Regions from separate parts of the Mus musculus genome. Here region 2 is linked to region 1. A link is a contact called in public HiChIP or PLAC-seq data. All regions are on one chromosome and are shown on one strand. The core of a region is the stretch at or near the end of the contact, and the rest is flanking DNA. Distances in the headings are between cores, read along the strand shown. Region 1 has its middle 54 kb from the start of Gm24696. Region 2 overlaps Pvt1 (Pvt1 oncogene).

Region 1 (7,603 bases), core at 2,325-4,824:
TCCAAATAATTACTGAACACAGTCTAATAAAAAATACTCACTCATATTCTTCTGTAGTCAGTTTTAACTACTAATACCAGTAGGTGCTACTATAGAAACTGAGAGCAACATGTTGTAAAAATTTATTCAGAAGGAGCCACATTCTAGCAATGATCATTTGCTATTCAAGTCTTGATAATATACATCCTACTAATGATTTGATTTTGGTCGATGATACTCTTATTAAGAATAAGCCCCCAGAAACTTAGAATACCCAAGATACAAGATACAATCTACAAAACACATGAAACTAAAGAAGAACAAAGACCAAAATGTGGACACTTTGCCCCTTCTTAGAATTGGGAACAAAACACCCATGGAAGTAGTTACAGAGACAAAGTTTGGAGCTGAGACAAAAGGATGGACCATCTAGAGACTGCCATACCTGGGGATCCATCCCATAATCAGCCTCCAAACACTGACATCATTGCATACACTAGCAAGATTTTCCTGAACGGACCCAGATATAGCTGTCTCTTGTGAGGCTATGCCTGGACTTAGCAAATACAGAAGTGGAAGATCACAGTTAGCTATTGGATGGATCACAGGGCCCCCAAGGAGGAGCTAGAGAAAGTACCCAAGGAGCGGGGTCTGCAACCCTATAGGTGGAACAACAATATGAACTAACCAGTACCCCGGAGCTCATGTCTCTAGCTGCATATGTATCAGAAGATGGCCTAGTCAGCCATTGGAAAGAGAGGCCCATTGGTCTTACAAACTTTATATGCCTCAGTACAGGGCCAAGAACTGGGAGGGAGGGGGAAGTGGAGTCGGGGGGGGGGGAGGGATGGGGGGACTTTTGGGATAGCATTGGAAATGTAAATGAAGAAAATACCTAATTAAAAAAAAAGAATAAGCCATTTTTCACTATTCCATAAAGAAGAATGCAGAGGACCACAGCATAGCTTCACGTTTCCCTTTCTATACTGATTCCTCCTGAACAACTGCTGCAGGTTAGAAGACAGAGACTTGTTCAAGGGCTAAATGTGAGATCATTAGCTAGGTGTGACCTGATTGTTATGTTAAGTCATCTTCTACCAAAATGAGTTTGAACTCAATGTCACCTAAATCTTTGACACAACAACTTTACTACCAAAAAAAAAAAAAAAAAAACCAAAAACCAAACCAAAACAAAAACCAAAATAAAACTTAAAAATTCTTCTCAAAACATGTTCTTTACTCAAAGAGTGCTAACAGATTTTTGTCTATTCTTGGTAACGGCTTTTTGTCTCTTCTGTATGTAGACACTATGTTGAGAAAAGGAATGTCAGTAAATTTCATCTTCAGTTAATATCACCGACGACAGAGGAAATATTGTATAGACATACATCAGACTGTAAGTGTATTTTTGGAAGTGGGGGACAAAGCTCCATTTCTAAAGTGCATGAGACATCGTCTCAGCCTCTATGAGGATTCATTAGAATTCTTACCAACATTTTTGTTAGTGACTGCCTATGAATGCACATCACTTTCCTCAGCCACTAATTAGCTTTAACTGTCATTTGTACGCAGTGTCAAATTTCCTGAGAAAGGGGTCTCACTTGAGAAATTACTCAAAAAAGATTAACCTGTGAGCATTTCTTTGAGGGATTGTCATGCTTGTTAATTAATGTAGGAGGACCCAGCCCACTATGGACAGCAATATTCCCTAGGCAGATGGACTTGTGATGAAAGCTAGCTAAGAAGGAACCTGTGAGTTAGCAAGCAGCATTCGTTCATGGTGTCTGCTTTATGTGTCTGCTTGAATTCTTGTCCTGACATCCTTCAATGATGAACCATAATGTGTAAGTTTTAATGCTTCCTTTCTTTCCCCAGACTGATTTTGATCAGAATGTTTGATCAGATCAACAGAAAGGAAACGACAGAAAAAAATCGTGAGAGGAACATGAAGGTAACACACTCATGGAGCAAAGATGAGAAACTTCAGAAAACTTCAGCATCCTGCACAAACGGAAGTAGAAAATTATTCTCAGGTGATGATACTCTTATTGATAAATAACATTTTCCATTTAAACTTTAATCTAGCATTAACATAGTCATCAGATAATAAATATTTGTATTTTTAATTTCACGATTTTGAAAAAGATACTAAGCATTCTGGAACAAACTAAAAATCAAGATTAAATTCATTAGAACTCATATTATATACATTCCTGTCTTTGTAACTTTCATTTTGTATGTGTAAATTACTCAGTGAAACTCACACATACATAAGCAGAGATGATGCATCCATAGCAGAGATGACTCAAATATTAGATTTGCTTTCTGAGTCCATTATGAGATGATAAGAAATTCTTGAAGGATAGAATTGTTGGAGATAGAAGGAAAAGAACTTGGAATAGAACTTTCTTGGAATAAGACACTACTTCTAGTTCTGAAGTCTTAGATCCTTCCAATATGTCTATGAAAACCCAGAGGACTATGATTGTTTCTCATCTTTAGGATTTTGTGTTTGTATTTCAAATGACCTCTACAGTTTTTATGCTCTATGAAGAATTCTCTTGCCCTTAACATGTACTGGATGGACTGCAGAACTGAGTTCATTATTATGCCATCACATTTGAACATGGAGACCATTATTCCTAGGCCCCATTGTTCATTATGCTAAATGGATCAATCCACAGCAATAGCATCTGGGAGCCTGTTAGAAATTCTAAATGCTGGGGGTATCTCTTGACTAATGCATCAGGATATGATTTTAAAAGATCCCGAGATCATTCTGACATACATAGAAAAGTTTGAGAAGCCTGAGTATAGAGAAATGGTTCATGGAAGACAATAGGCAGATTCATCACTTGGGCTAGAGAGAGATGCAAGTACCTACTTCTCTCCTACCTGGACCTACAACAGGAAGAACTTGCTAACCTAATTTGTTTGACTTTAGAACAGGGACTAAATTGCCAGAATGAAGACAAGAGTGATTCACATGAGTTAAAGTTTCCCAGCAATGTTAACTCATCCTGTCTTTACATGAATCTGAGAATCCATGATTTTTTGAATTCTTCACCATCGTAACCCTTTCCTTGGTCCTGCCCAGCTGAGTATTCAGGCTGAGCATTAGAGGAGATGACCCATTCTTTTCCCTCTAGTCTCCATTATTTTTTAGTAAACATCCATATCTATAGAGAAGTGAGTTTTCTGCATTTGTGTGTAATATCTTCTCTACTCTTTCCATTTACCTTCTGTAGTTTGATGATAAAATTGGGGAATAGGATTGATGAGGCCTTCCAGTCTATTAAAGAGGCCCTGTGACTTCACCTGCTTTACTGACTTAATAGCAGCAACACAGTTCAAGGAAATATAGACACTGTTTTTTTTCCTTTTTAAATTATTGTTCTATGTTCATATGGAGCCACAAAAGTGTAGTGGGAGTCATTGCTGCAATCTGCATTTCTTACTAGAGTCCCACATTGAAAGATATTTTGGTGCCTTTAGGTATTTATAGAACGTTGACTTATTTTCCACACAGACCATGCTCCCTGGAGCATGGCCCCTGTGTCAGAGAACTCTAAAGGAGAACGTTGAGTAGGTAGGCCACCACAATACCACAGACACTTCCCCAGGTGTGTGAACTGAAGAGGCTTCTGCACATAAGAGTTTTTGTTTCAAATCAGAATAATATTTTGCTTTCCATGGGATTAATGAGAAGGTTGTATTAACAAATGTGTAGGCCATGTACTTCTTGAAACACTAAGATAGATGTTTCGGTTGTTAAACTCTTAGTTGAATTTTAAGAATAATATAGAAATAATAATACATTTTGAACAAAAAAGAATCAGAAGTCTTAAGTGATTTCTCAAAAATGCCACAATCTATCAGTGCTGGATCTTGGGCTGGAAACACGGGGCCTCTTTTTCTTTTCATCTGCTTTTCTTGCATACAAAGCAGACGCACCTTTTTTTTTTTTTTTAAATGTTCTCTGACATTTGAACGATATCCCCTCTATCCTCCATTTATTTTCCAGCTTAACATCAATCCATCTCAGGTTCAGTCTCTTGGAACCTAATGCTTCACTCACATCATTATGGATCAGCTTCTTGCAGAGTTGGAGGTGAGGCAGCATCCAGAGTTGAAGCAGTTGTTTACCATTTGTATTTCAGGTGGATCAGCAAAATGGGACATCGAAGTTGAACCAAAGTCATAATAAAACATCCTGAGGTACATAAACACTCTGTAATAGACTAATACAGTTCCTCCAGGCACCAACAGAAACCTTGACTACTTCCCTTGACTACTTCAGTCAAATCTTCTGATAAAACCAAACCCAACTTGGAAACGTCCATGTATACAATGGACATGGCTGTTTCCAGAGAAGACTGCCCTTCAGGAGCTGCATGGAGCTACTTGAGTGCACTAAACACTGTCTAAAGCTGATTATCAAGAGAAGCATGATAAAAATCAGAAGCTCAAACATTCGGGAATGAGGTATACCTGACATGTCCTAAAGGTCTATCTTTTAAACTCAGGAAAGGTCTCTTGAAACTTTCAGATCCTCCTTCACTGAATCAACTCTTAGACTACTCAAAACTGGAGTGTTAACCTCTTTTTTTCCAAGATGACTGCCCTAGGTAGCAAATAACCTTGTCTCATATTTGCAGAGTTTTTTCACTGTACCATTTAAAACCTCTCCCCGGTGGCCAGTGTGTGACCCAATCCTGAATTCATTCATTCTTCTAGTAATTCTGTAATTTAAAATGTTTGAATACCTTACACTATCTTTTATAAATTAGATTCCAGTTTTCAGAAGGAACACAATGTTGAAGAACACTTGTTTATAAATCTATAGATTTCTAAGAGTTGATAATCTTTTACTCACAAGTATCAAATATTTCTTAAGTAAATTTTCTGTCAAATGCAAGGATGTATGGGGGAAAATTAAAGAAAAATAATTGGAAAAAGAATAGTGTGGTGCTAAACCATTTGATAACATGATCAGGGATGTCTGGCATTTGAGCCAAGGCCTAAATGATACAATAAAGAAATATGTGGGCATCTGGAAAAAGAGCATTCTAAGAACGAATCACAATGATGAAGACCTTAAGGTCAGAGTGTCTTTGACTGTTTAAGAAGCCAAAAGGAAGGCAAATTACTGGAATGAAAAGAAAAGGTGAGTTCAGATAGGTTCACACTGCCTAGCTTATAGGGACCAGAATTCAGGAAACAAAAGTTATGAGGGAGAAGCAATGTTGAGTAGTTCTCTATGATGCTTTTCCAAGTAAGAAGATATATTTGGCTAGGCTGCTGGCAGTAATATCTAAATAACTTTAAAAGTCCCACAGTCTGTACATACTAAAAGTTCCATCCCTTTAAATTCCTAATATCTTTTAAAATTCAGAGTCTTTTAAAAATTCAAAGTATCTTAACGGTGGGCTACACTAAAATACTTTCTTCCTTCGAGAGGGAAAAGCATCAGGGCACAGTCACAATCAAAAGCAAAATCAAACTCCAACTGTGCAATGTCTGGGATCCACTCACGATCTTCTGGATTCCTCCAAGGGCTTGGATCACTTCTTCAGCTCTGCCCTTTGTAGCACACACCTTGTCTCCTAGGCTTCCAATGCCTGTATTCCACTGTTGCTGCTGTTTTTGGTGGTCATCTCATGGCACTAGCATCTCCAAAACACTGTTGTCTTCTGCTGCAACTAGGCTTTACTAATAGCCTCTCATAGGCTCTCTTCATGGTGCCAAGCCTCAACTCCTTTGCATGACTCCTTCAGTCCTGGGCCATCAATTGCAACTGAGGCTGCACCTTCACCAATAGCCTTCCTTGGCCTCTCATAGTACCAAGCCTCAGCTGTTCTTCATGACCCCTTCATGCCTTCAAAACCAGTACCACCTGGGTGACTCTTACACATTACCAAGTCCAGCCACAGCACAAGGTACAACTTTGGCTATCTCTGTAACATAGCCTCTGTGCTCTCAGAAAACACTTCCCAGAAGATTTCACCTCAATTATTAAGTTATTCAAAAGATCAAAAAGTCAAAAATGCTTAGAAGGTCAAGAAAAATTGGTTACAGTTATTAGGTCACTTCATGAGTTTCAGTATGAAGCATGAGTAGGTCTTTTGTAGAACACGAAAAGAATGAGTAGAACTCTCATTTACTGCCATAGGTCACTATATAGTCAAATACTGTCATTCATTTGATGTACATACATGAACACACACAAACACACATAGGTCCTATCATCCCTCAAACCTCTGCTGGTCTCCCCCATTCATAATTTTATGCTTTGTGATTCACCATGCTCTCTCTTATCATAGGGACATTGAAAATTCTTCTTCTTAACTATTTGGATTTTCAATAAAACTAATAGAACCAGGGTGTTATGTAATGAAAAGAGTGGAGCAGATTCACAGCTTGTAAAGCTCTGTTTTGGATGGAGCATGGATTGGGAAATGACAAGAATTAATGGAGGAAAACCACCTTAGACATGTCTGCAGATATCAAGAGTGAGAAAGTGGTGGCTCAGACCACAGTGGCATGAAAATGGAACAAATTTGATGTTGCAAGAGCATTTTGGAAGCAATGCATTCTCAAGATCAAAGAAATAACCTACTTGGTTACAGTTATTAGGCCCCAAAAGAACTCCATTATGGCCTACAGGAGAACAAGAAGTGGCAAATTGCTTGTAAAGAAGCCTGTACAGGAGGAAGTTACCTGTGGTCTTTAGGGTGGGGCCCTCAGAAGATGATGAACTATTTCCAGGAAGAGATGATACATCTCTTTGATGTCTCGGTAGTGGTTTTAAACTTCTTCATGAAGTTCACAATCTTCTATCTAAGCATTCCTTCCCATAGCCTTCCTTCTAGAAAAATCAATTAATAGTCTTTACTTCAACCCTATTTATGGGCCCTTTAGACTTCTAAAGTGTGAAAAGAAGGTCAGTTTTTCTAATGTTCAAGAGCACTGCCTTAAGTTAGACTGATTGAACTGTGGATCTGTATTTAGTAATTAAGTGCCTATCGCTACATTTCTTGGAATCCCAGTTTTCATACCTGTGAAAGTTGTGCTTGCCACAAGGTCTTTTATTAGAATTTTGAAGACAACATTGGTGAACTTGTAGTTTCTGGTTATATGTATGCAACTTAGAGGTTACCACTTCAACCCACCTACACAAGATATGAACAAAATAATATTGTCACACATTTTTAAATCCACATGATAAAGCCGTAATGTGGTTATGGCTTCTCACATTGGAGACAACTGGTAGAAAGGCACAAATGGCAGAAACAGAGACCTTTGAGCTTCAGCACCCATGGAAACTGGTGCCAGCATAGAAGAAGCTGAATTTAGAATTGATGAAGTGACAGAAGCTGGGCTGTAGACGTGTTTGAGAGAAAGACCTTAGAAGATGAAGTAAAAGTAAGATGTGTACTTTGTGAGTTCTGTGTCCTGTAGCTGTAACAAGGTCTGATAGGGAAGGTCCGAGGGAGCTTTCGCTTTGCATTTGGTGAGAGAAGAAAAAAGAGTCCCTTTAATTACAGAACTTCTGAAAAAGGTCTGTCATTCTGACTGGTGAGAGGTGGAATCTCAGACTTGTTTTTATTTGCATCTCCCTGAT
Region 2 (7,603 bases), core at 2,735-5,234, 830 kb before region 1:
TTGACAATCATGACTTCAATAGTGTCATTGTCCCTCATTCAGGGTTCAATTTACATTTATTGAGCATTACACAGATGAGCAAAGGAATTCATGGAGAAGCTAAGGTCCCATAGAGTATTCTAGCTTGGAGCTAAGGCTGATAATCTGAATATCTATTAGAAATGCTTTCAGCTACAAGCAAGAGACAGCTCAACACGAGGGAATGTAAACAATCAGGACTTGTTTCACCAAACAAGAAATCTGGAGGTGGTCTTAGCCCTGGGATGATGGACTATCCCCCATCGACAATTCAGTCAAGGATCCAGCTTCTTCTTTTCTTCCATTCTGGTTTCTAGTTGCATGGTTTTTCATCACCTCATAGGTTCAACATGGCTGCTGTGCCTCCAGGTACCCTATATATGGATCAAAAATCAAAATGAACCCTATCAATCACACAATTGTTATACTCATTTCTTACTATGTTTCTATTGAAACATACAAATGCATATTAAAATGGAAGAAGCCAGCAAGATGGCTCAGTTGGTAAAGTTGATTGCTTCTAAGCCTAATGACTAAGTTTGAGCCCTGAAACCTACATAGTAGAAAGAGAGGATCAACTCCTGGAACTCTACAGACATGTCATGGCACACACATGGCAATGTGCATGTAGACATACACATACAAACACACACAATTAAAAATGTAAGAAAAAATGTTAATGTACAAAAAAGGCCATCTTGAAACTTAGGAACAAAAACAATGTACACTTTAATATTTTTAAAAAATAAGCAAAAGAGAGATCTGAACAGATACTTCACAGGCAAATAAAACACAAAAAATAAAAAAATGTTGCCAAGGAATATGGAGATGCCACTATGCAACCCATATAGCCCAAACCTAGATCATCAGCACCACCAAACATTGGCAGGTAACCGGAGCTATAGGGATCTCCTGTACCCAACATGGGCTTGAAACTGTGGTCCAGTTATCGCGGCCTTTCTAGCAGATGGGATTATAGGGCTACATCATCAGACTGAGTAAACTTTTGTTGATTTGCTTCTAGGGTTAAACCTAGGGCTTCAAGAATGCTAGGTGAGTGTTATATCAGAGTTACCTCCCTGGTATGTACCAGAGACACAGTTCATTGCTAGTGGGAATGATACACTCACTTTGGATAAAAAGAACCTTCACACCAAACAATCTAAGATTCAGAAAGTAGCCTCCTTTGTATTTACAAAATGAGCAGAAATTTTTAATCAACATAGATGCTTATTAGCTTCACTACTTGAAGGTTCAGAAGATGGGTCAACTCCAGCTTATCTAGACTACAATATATCAATCGACCCTTCTCAAGTCATCAAAGGACATACTAAAGGAGTCATTTGCAAAAAGCAGGTTTGAAAAAGCTACCTGTTACGTGGTTCCAACCATGTGACAGTCTCAAAACTATACACAACTATAGAGATAGTAAGAGGAACAATGGTTGCTAAAAGTTGAGATATGAGAAAGAGGAATGAATACCTAAAGAACAATGAATTTCTAAGGCAATGAAAATTTTTCTTATAATCCAGTGATGGTGGGTTTACAACACTATGCATTGATGAGGCTCTGTAGCCCATAAGACAGGAGTAATGACCCCCCAGTGTAATGAACCTTTGATCACTCATAAGGGATTAATACTGCTATATAAATTTTAACAAATGTAGCACTGTAGTTCAAAATATTAGTAACATTTAGTAATATGATAAATACGATAGGGTGAGGGGAAAGGACACCAGGAGCTCAGTGGTTTTTGTTTGTTTGTTTGTTTGGGTTTTTTTGACATTTCGAGACAGAGCGTGTTTGTATAGCCCTGGATGTTCTGAAACTCTGTAGACCAGACTGCTCTTAAACTCAGAGATCAGAATGCTGGGATTAAAGACATGTGCCACTAGTGTGCAGCTTTCAGTGGATTTCCTTATAAATCTATAGCTATTCAGGAAAACACGTTCACTAATTAAAACACAAACACTCATACACTGTGACAACATTCACATCCTTTGATCTAATGGCTAGACTTCTGTCATGAGTTTTGAGTATAGAACATTCTAGAAGGAAAATTTTTTTTACATACAGGAAGGAAGAAAAAGCTAAGAAATTACGGATTTTTTTGCTAACAAGAATTTGGATAAAAGAAAATTTCAACATGTAGTTGACAAGTTATGGAATAACCCAGGCATTGCTGGCAGAAAACAAGGGATGGGGGAAACTGAATGGCATCTATGTGGGTTTGGCTGTGGAGGGGCTATAGAATGGCAGATATCAAGTTATATAAAACAATTGTTCATATATTACAAAGGACCATGGGATTATAAATAAATAATGTTTTTTGTTTCTTATATTTTCAATATACTACTCAGATATGTACATAACTATTGGAGGTCTAGGATATAAAGAGCAAAAGGAGAGAAAACAAGAATAGGTAGTAAAGCTGGAAAGCTTAAGAATAGCAACCTTCACCTCATTTTTTAAGAGGTGGGGGGGCAAGGAACCCTTGCTTTTCATTCTTTAAATTTTACAAATTAGGGAGAACTTAGTCACAGCTGGAAGCTAGATGGCGGAGGACTGCTTATGCGAAACCAAAGTGAACCATCTGAAGTTCAGATGTTTGTTGGGGACAAAGCAAAGTCACCAGATGTGCTTCCAGCATGCAAACATCAATAGGAAGTGGACATCCACTGAGTGTGAGAGATTAATAATGTGCTTTCTGGCCCAGTCAACCTGCAAACCTCTACTTCTCCTAATTCCTTTCAGGGGACCTTCCGTCGGGAAATACATGGGAGAAAATGGAAATCTCTGCCTGTAAGTGTAGCCTGTCTACAACTTGAGATCTTTCCCATTGGGACATTTCTGATGGAGGAGAGGTATGCTACTCACAGAAGGAGACTAGAACAGCTGGTGTCAATCAAGCTCAACCAGTGCTGTGTGTGTATGTGTGTGTGTGTGTGTGTGTGTGTGTGTGTGTGTGTGTGTGTGTGAGCCCCAAGTGCTATTCCTTAGGGAAGCCCCTCGAAGAAAGGAGGTTTTTATAAGCTCAATTTAAGAGGTCAAGGGATTTAGATCTGAGTTTTCCCTACATCAAGTTTTTCCCATCAAGGATCTAGGAATCACAGGGTAGGTTGATTTATTTGTGAAAGTTTACAGGTTGTGAATATACATGGTATAAGGGCTGAGAATATGAATATGGAATGGGAGGAGACAGTTGGATTGATTGACGTACAAAGATATTCGAATACACGTCATGAAAGTCAGATATTAACAGCAGCAAGCATTCCATCATTCTCTAAGTCATAGCATCAACTGACCATGTACACATTGCCAATGAAATCATATCTATCCCCTTTGTCCCATTATGTGTATATCTCTTCCAGTTATCTGTAACTCAAAACCTCTAAAGTTTTGTGACAGAGTTTTGCCCTGTAACCCAGGCTTGTCTAGAATTCTTCACCTTTCTGCCCCTTCTCCCAAGTGATGGAATAACAGGTGGGTCCCATCACGCACAGGAAAATCATGATTTTAGTTTGTTTTTCCCAATTAAAAAAGGGAAAGGAATGGGTAGAGCACCTATTGAATAGCATGCTTCCTAGTGTACCCAGTTGGTAGGAAGCCGAGAATGGAAGAGGTTTAGCTATGTGTCCATAGCATCTGTATACAGAGAAATGTACTGGTTCATTCCTATAGAAATCTGCTCAACCCATAGAACACACAGGAGTGGAGGCACGCAGAGCCCCCAGATATCATCACAGAGTTACATCTCCTATGTATCTTTCCTTCCTCCTGACTTGCAACCACATCATCTACAGACTAAGGACCAGTTTTCCTGACAAACGGCAAGGCAAGCCTTCCCTGACAAGGCAACCCACCTTAGGCATATGAAGAACTGCTAGTGACCCTTGTGGGCCTGAGCTACATAGAGGGGGAATACCCTATTACTTAGGTTTCAGGATAGAAAAGCCTACCCAATGAGTCATAGTGGTTTAGAATTTCCTCTGGGCCATTCTTGTGGCTCTCTGTAGGGCTTGGGATGTGTCATCAAGGTCTAGAGCACCTGAAAATTCTCTTGTGAAACAGAACCTCCTGGGCTTTCGTGGTCTCTCAAGTCTTGTCATAGACTCATGAGATGACCTATCTGCAGGTGAGGGGAGACTTGAAACACAAGGTGAAATATTCCCAGTGGGTGTGGTTTTACAGTTTTGGTGTTATTTTGCCAAATATTTTACCCTTCACCATACCAGGCACATATAGGTCCTATCTTTGAATCTTCACATTTGTGTGGAGTGAATCTTAACATGGAGTGGCTATGGAAGCCAAAGATGGGAGAAGGATGATGTAACGGAAGAGACTAGTGAAGCATAGGCGATAAGAAAGTAGAAAGGGAGAATAGCAAGAATAGAAAGATGTAAGCAGAGATGGGGTGAGACATGGGGGAAATGAAGAGACAGGAGAGGTGAGAATTAACCAAAACAAGTGTATGCAAAAACCATATGGAAACCTCCCACATTAAGTCAATTCCAAATACCTTTAAAAAAAAATAAAAAGGTTACATTACCTATGACTCGAAAATGCTGCTTTAAAAGCAATGGGTTGCTAAAAGCACTATGACAGATGTGAGATCTATCACTAACTATGTGCTGCTTGTTAAGGAAGCTCTTGGCATTGCTACTGGCTGCTCACCAGAACTAGTTAATACCATTGCTGAAGACATCACAGACCACAGTTAGGAGATAAAAAGGAGTCAAGCTGGAAGTGAGGTGGGAACTTGCTCTCTGTTGGATGTCTTTCATAGTGCGGAGGAAGGCTGCTCTGCCAGCTCCTGAGAAAGAGAAGACAGCTCTTTTACCATCTGTGACCCCTATGAATCTGCCTGTTAAGATGCACCCATGTGGTACAGTAACGGTATGACGGATACGGTGGTAACCAAGTACTCCCTGACTGGACTTGAAACCTGCTTCATAGAAGGACCATATCACTCAGGTCTTAGGTTACACAGGGAACTTTACTACAATTATTTCATTAAAGTGATATGGAGTCAAGCTGCTTTTTAAGCATGCACATGCACATGCATGTGCACGTGCACACACACACACACACACACACACACACACACACACACACTCACTAAAAGACAAATGGCATGCCTGTCCTTAATCAAAGAAGTTTCCCTTTGCAATGAACTGTGGTAAATGCACAGATTCTTGCTTTTCAGAGGATGCTGAGAACACATAATTGTTGAGTTCTCAGTAGAATAACAACATTGTCCCCCAAGGTTCAGAGAATGTCCCAGAAGATGGTGTGAAAAGAATGTAAAGCCAGAAGATACAGGTAAGGGTTGTGATTGCTATTGTTTGGGCATGACACACACATTGCAATCATGATCTCACAGCTGCTGTGGTTGCCTACTCTGGTCCTTCCAAAACATGGCCTATCTATCATCAGTCAATCATGGATACATGAGAGACTCCACGGACCATATCCTACCCTGCTGAAATATTGGACACTGGTAGATTCCAGGAGAAGAGCAGACATTGTCTTGAGTAATGTACCCACAAGTGGACCCACCAGGCTCCAGTGGATAGTTGGAAATTTGTGGCTACACAGACACAAAGACAGAACTGCTTAAACAGAGTGGAGAACCTACACAGCAAAGGAATCCGCTCATAAGTCCGCAGTTCTCTGTGTGGATGTACACATAAATGCAAAGGAGAGGCCTGCAAAGATGGGCTCCAAAATGGTGACAAATTAGTCCCTAAGCAGAGATGACGATGAGGCAACAACGGTCAGCAAAGATGCGTGAAAAGCACCTCCGCCTTCTTGAAAAAGTTCTAAGATGAGCACACTCATTCAATAGTTATATAATAAAACACCGACTTTTAAAAAAGGAGAATATAGAAGTTGTACTTTGAGAACTCATCCATCCATCTATCCATTCATCATGCAAGCATTGATTCTAAGGTAGACATGTGACGGGAGACAATATAGTCCTGGTCCCCAAGCTGAGGTCTTAACTTTCAGGGAAAGAGAGTATATCGGGAAGCATGAGCTAGGCTACCTCTCTGTAGTTCATGAATTAAAGAAGACAGAGTTAGCAATACAAAGAAAGTGATCTCAGGCCAAAGATGCCTCAGAGGGTAATATACTTGACTTTAATACCTAATGACCTGAGCTGTATTCCAGAACCCACAGCGGCAGAATTTGATCTCATCTGTGTTGTGAGATATGAGCGTGTGCATACACACACACATACACCTCACACGTATACACATATACTTGGATATGCGAAAACAGAAAAAAAATGAAAAAAAAATCCATTTTATGAGAAATGTAGCCATCAAAACAGGATCTCAACTAAACTCTGTCATGGCTGCCATTTTGAAATAGAATAATTATGGCCAACAGTTAGCAGAACAAATCTGTGCAATTTGGAAGGAATTCTCACTGCCTTTGGCTTTAGTTAATTTGCCAAGAGATACCATGATATAAATAAAGGACAGCTCGCAGTTTCCAAATATTTGATCCTATAAAGGAGAGGGCTGCTTTCTTGCTTCATACATTGTGTCTTTGGTTGTTTTTTATTAGCACATAAGGCCAGAGACAGCAGGCTAGACCAGGGATGGCCACTATCAAAACTGCTGCTTTGATTTGGGTTTCTAACAACAGCTCATGGGAAATCTGCACTGTAAGAAAATGATAGCTATACAAACCTCCAAATAGTAAAAACATGAACCATTTGAACTGAATTGCCTAAAAGCTGAAATTGAGTGCAAATAATGCCTTGTAGCAATGGCTATAATTACCCTAATGGGATCCTTTGAAGATGGAGGCAGTTCAACAAGTGAGTTTAATTGAAAGTAAAATTTCTAGACTAATATTCCATCCAACTAAATTGAAAGAGGACTGCTCAGCCAATGACCAGAGCCCTGTAGAAAGTATTGAATATGGTGGGAGATGCCTAGGAAGGGGAGGGAAATACCTTCTTCACTCTTATCAGGATTTCTAGGCACCTTTCCCAGTTTCAGGAATCTTCTGTCTTCTGCAGAGCGTCTCATTCTCTTAGGGTCAGTATCATGGCTGGATCTATCACCTGAGCAAGTCTGTCTCCTACAGGGGTAAAAAAAAAAAGTCTGAAAAAGGAATCTAGACTTAGAAGATCAGGAGAAAAGCCACTAATCATCCAACACCTTATCTAGTATCATCTCTGGGCACACTGCATTCTGGCAAGTGCACACTTACCTACCAGCTCTGCAGAACTCAGCTGTCTTATAGGATTGCCTCCGGCATGAAGACTTCCATCTTTGCTATTTATCGTCTGTGTGACATCTGCTGAGTTACTTGGCATCTCTTAAGTCAACGCTTCACATCTGAAAAATTAAAACAGGAGTACTGTTATCATCACATATCCCAGGACACTGAGGAAGTTGAGCTGTGTACACACTCACTTGGTGCTCTAGACAGTGTTAGACACCATGTGAGGAGTGTTGAGTAGGGAGACCAGGGTCTTCTTTGACACTAGAATAAGTCTGTGAACAAGCAGCATCCTTGAGGCCTTGGAGCCTTTTATTTACAGAATTCAGCTTGGCACGGGAGG

Evidence for each region. HiChIP or PLAC-seq counts read pairs in DNA pulled down with a chosen protein or histone mark.
Region 2: a contact with region 1 is called in an H3K27ac HiChIP or PLAC-seq map of regulatory T cells, with 8 times the contacts expected there. The contact joins two enhancer-like sites. A contact is called at or near these places in 3 of 115 datasets of contacts at active chromatin or transcription factors (CD8 T cells, memory CD8 T cells and regulatory T cells).

Annotation. Positions count from the first base shown.
Region 1 is chr15:61,407,937-61,415,539 of GRCm38.p6, reverse strand. No RefSeq gene overlaps it. Among named protein-coding and RNA genes, the nearest start is that of Gm24696, 54 kb to the right of the region's middle. Within about 2 kb of position 3,574, at least 12 of the 459 cell types and tissues checked have an H3K27ac peak or open chromatin away from gene starts, as enhancers often do. A contact at or near this core is called in regulatory T cells, where this site is marked.
Region 2 is chr15:62,241,947-62,249,549 of GRCm38.p6, reverse strand. It overlaps Pvt1 (Pvt1 oncogene), which reads right to left. Exons shown (of 5, transcript NR_132747.1): 3 at 7,253-7,376; 4 at 6,989-7,116. Among named protein-coding and RNA genes, the nearest start is that of Pvt1, 210 kb to the right of the region's middle. Within about 2 kb of position 3,984, at least 27 of the 459 cell types and tissues checked have an H3K27ac peak or open chromatin away from gene starts, as enhancers often do. A contact at or near this core is called in regulatory T cells, where this site is marked.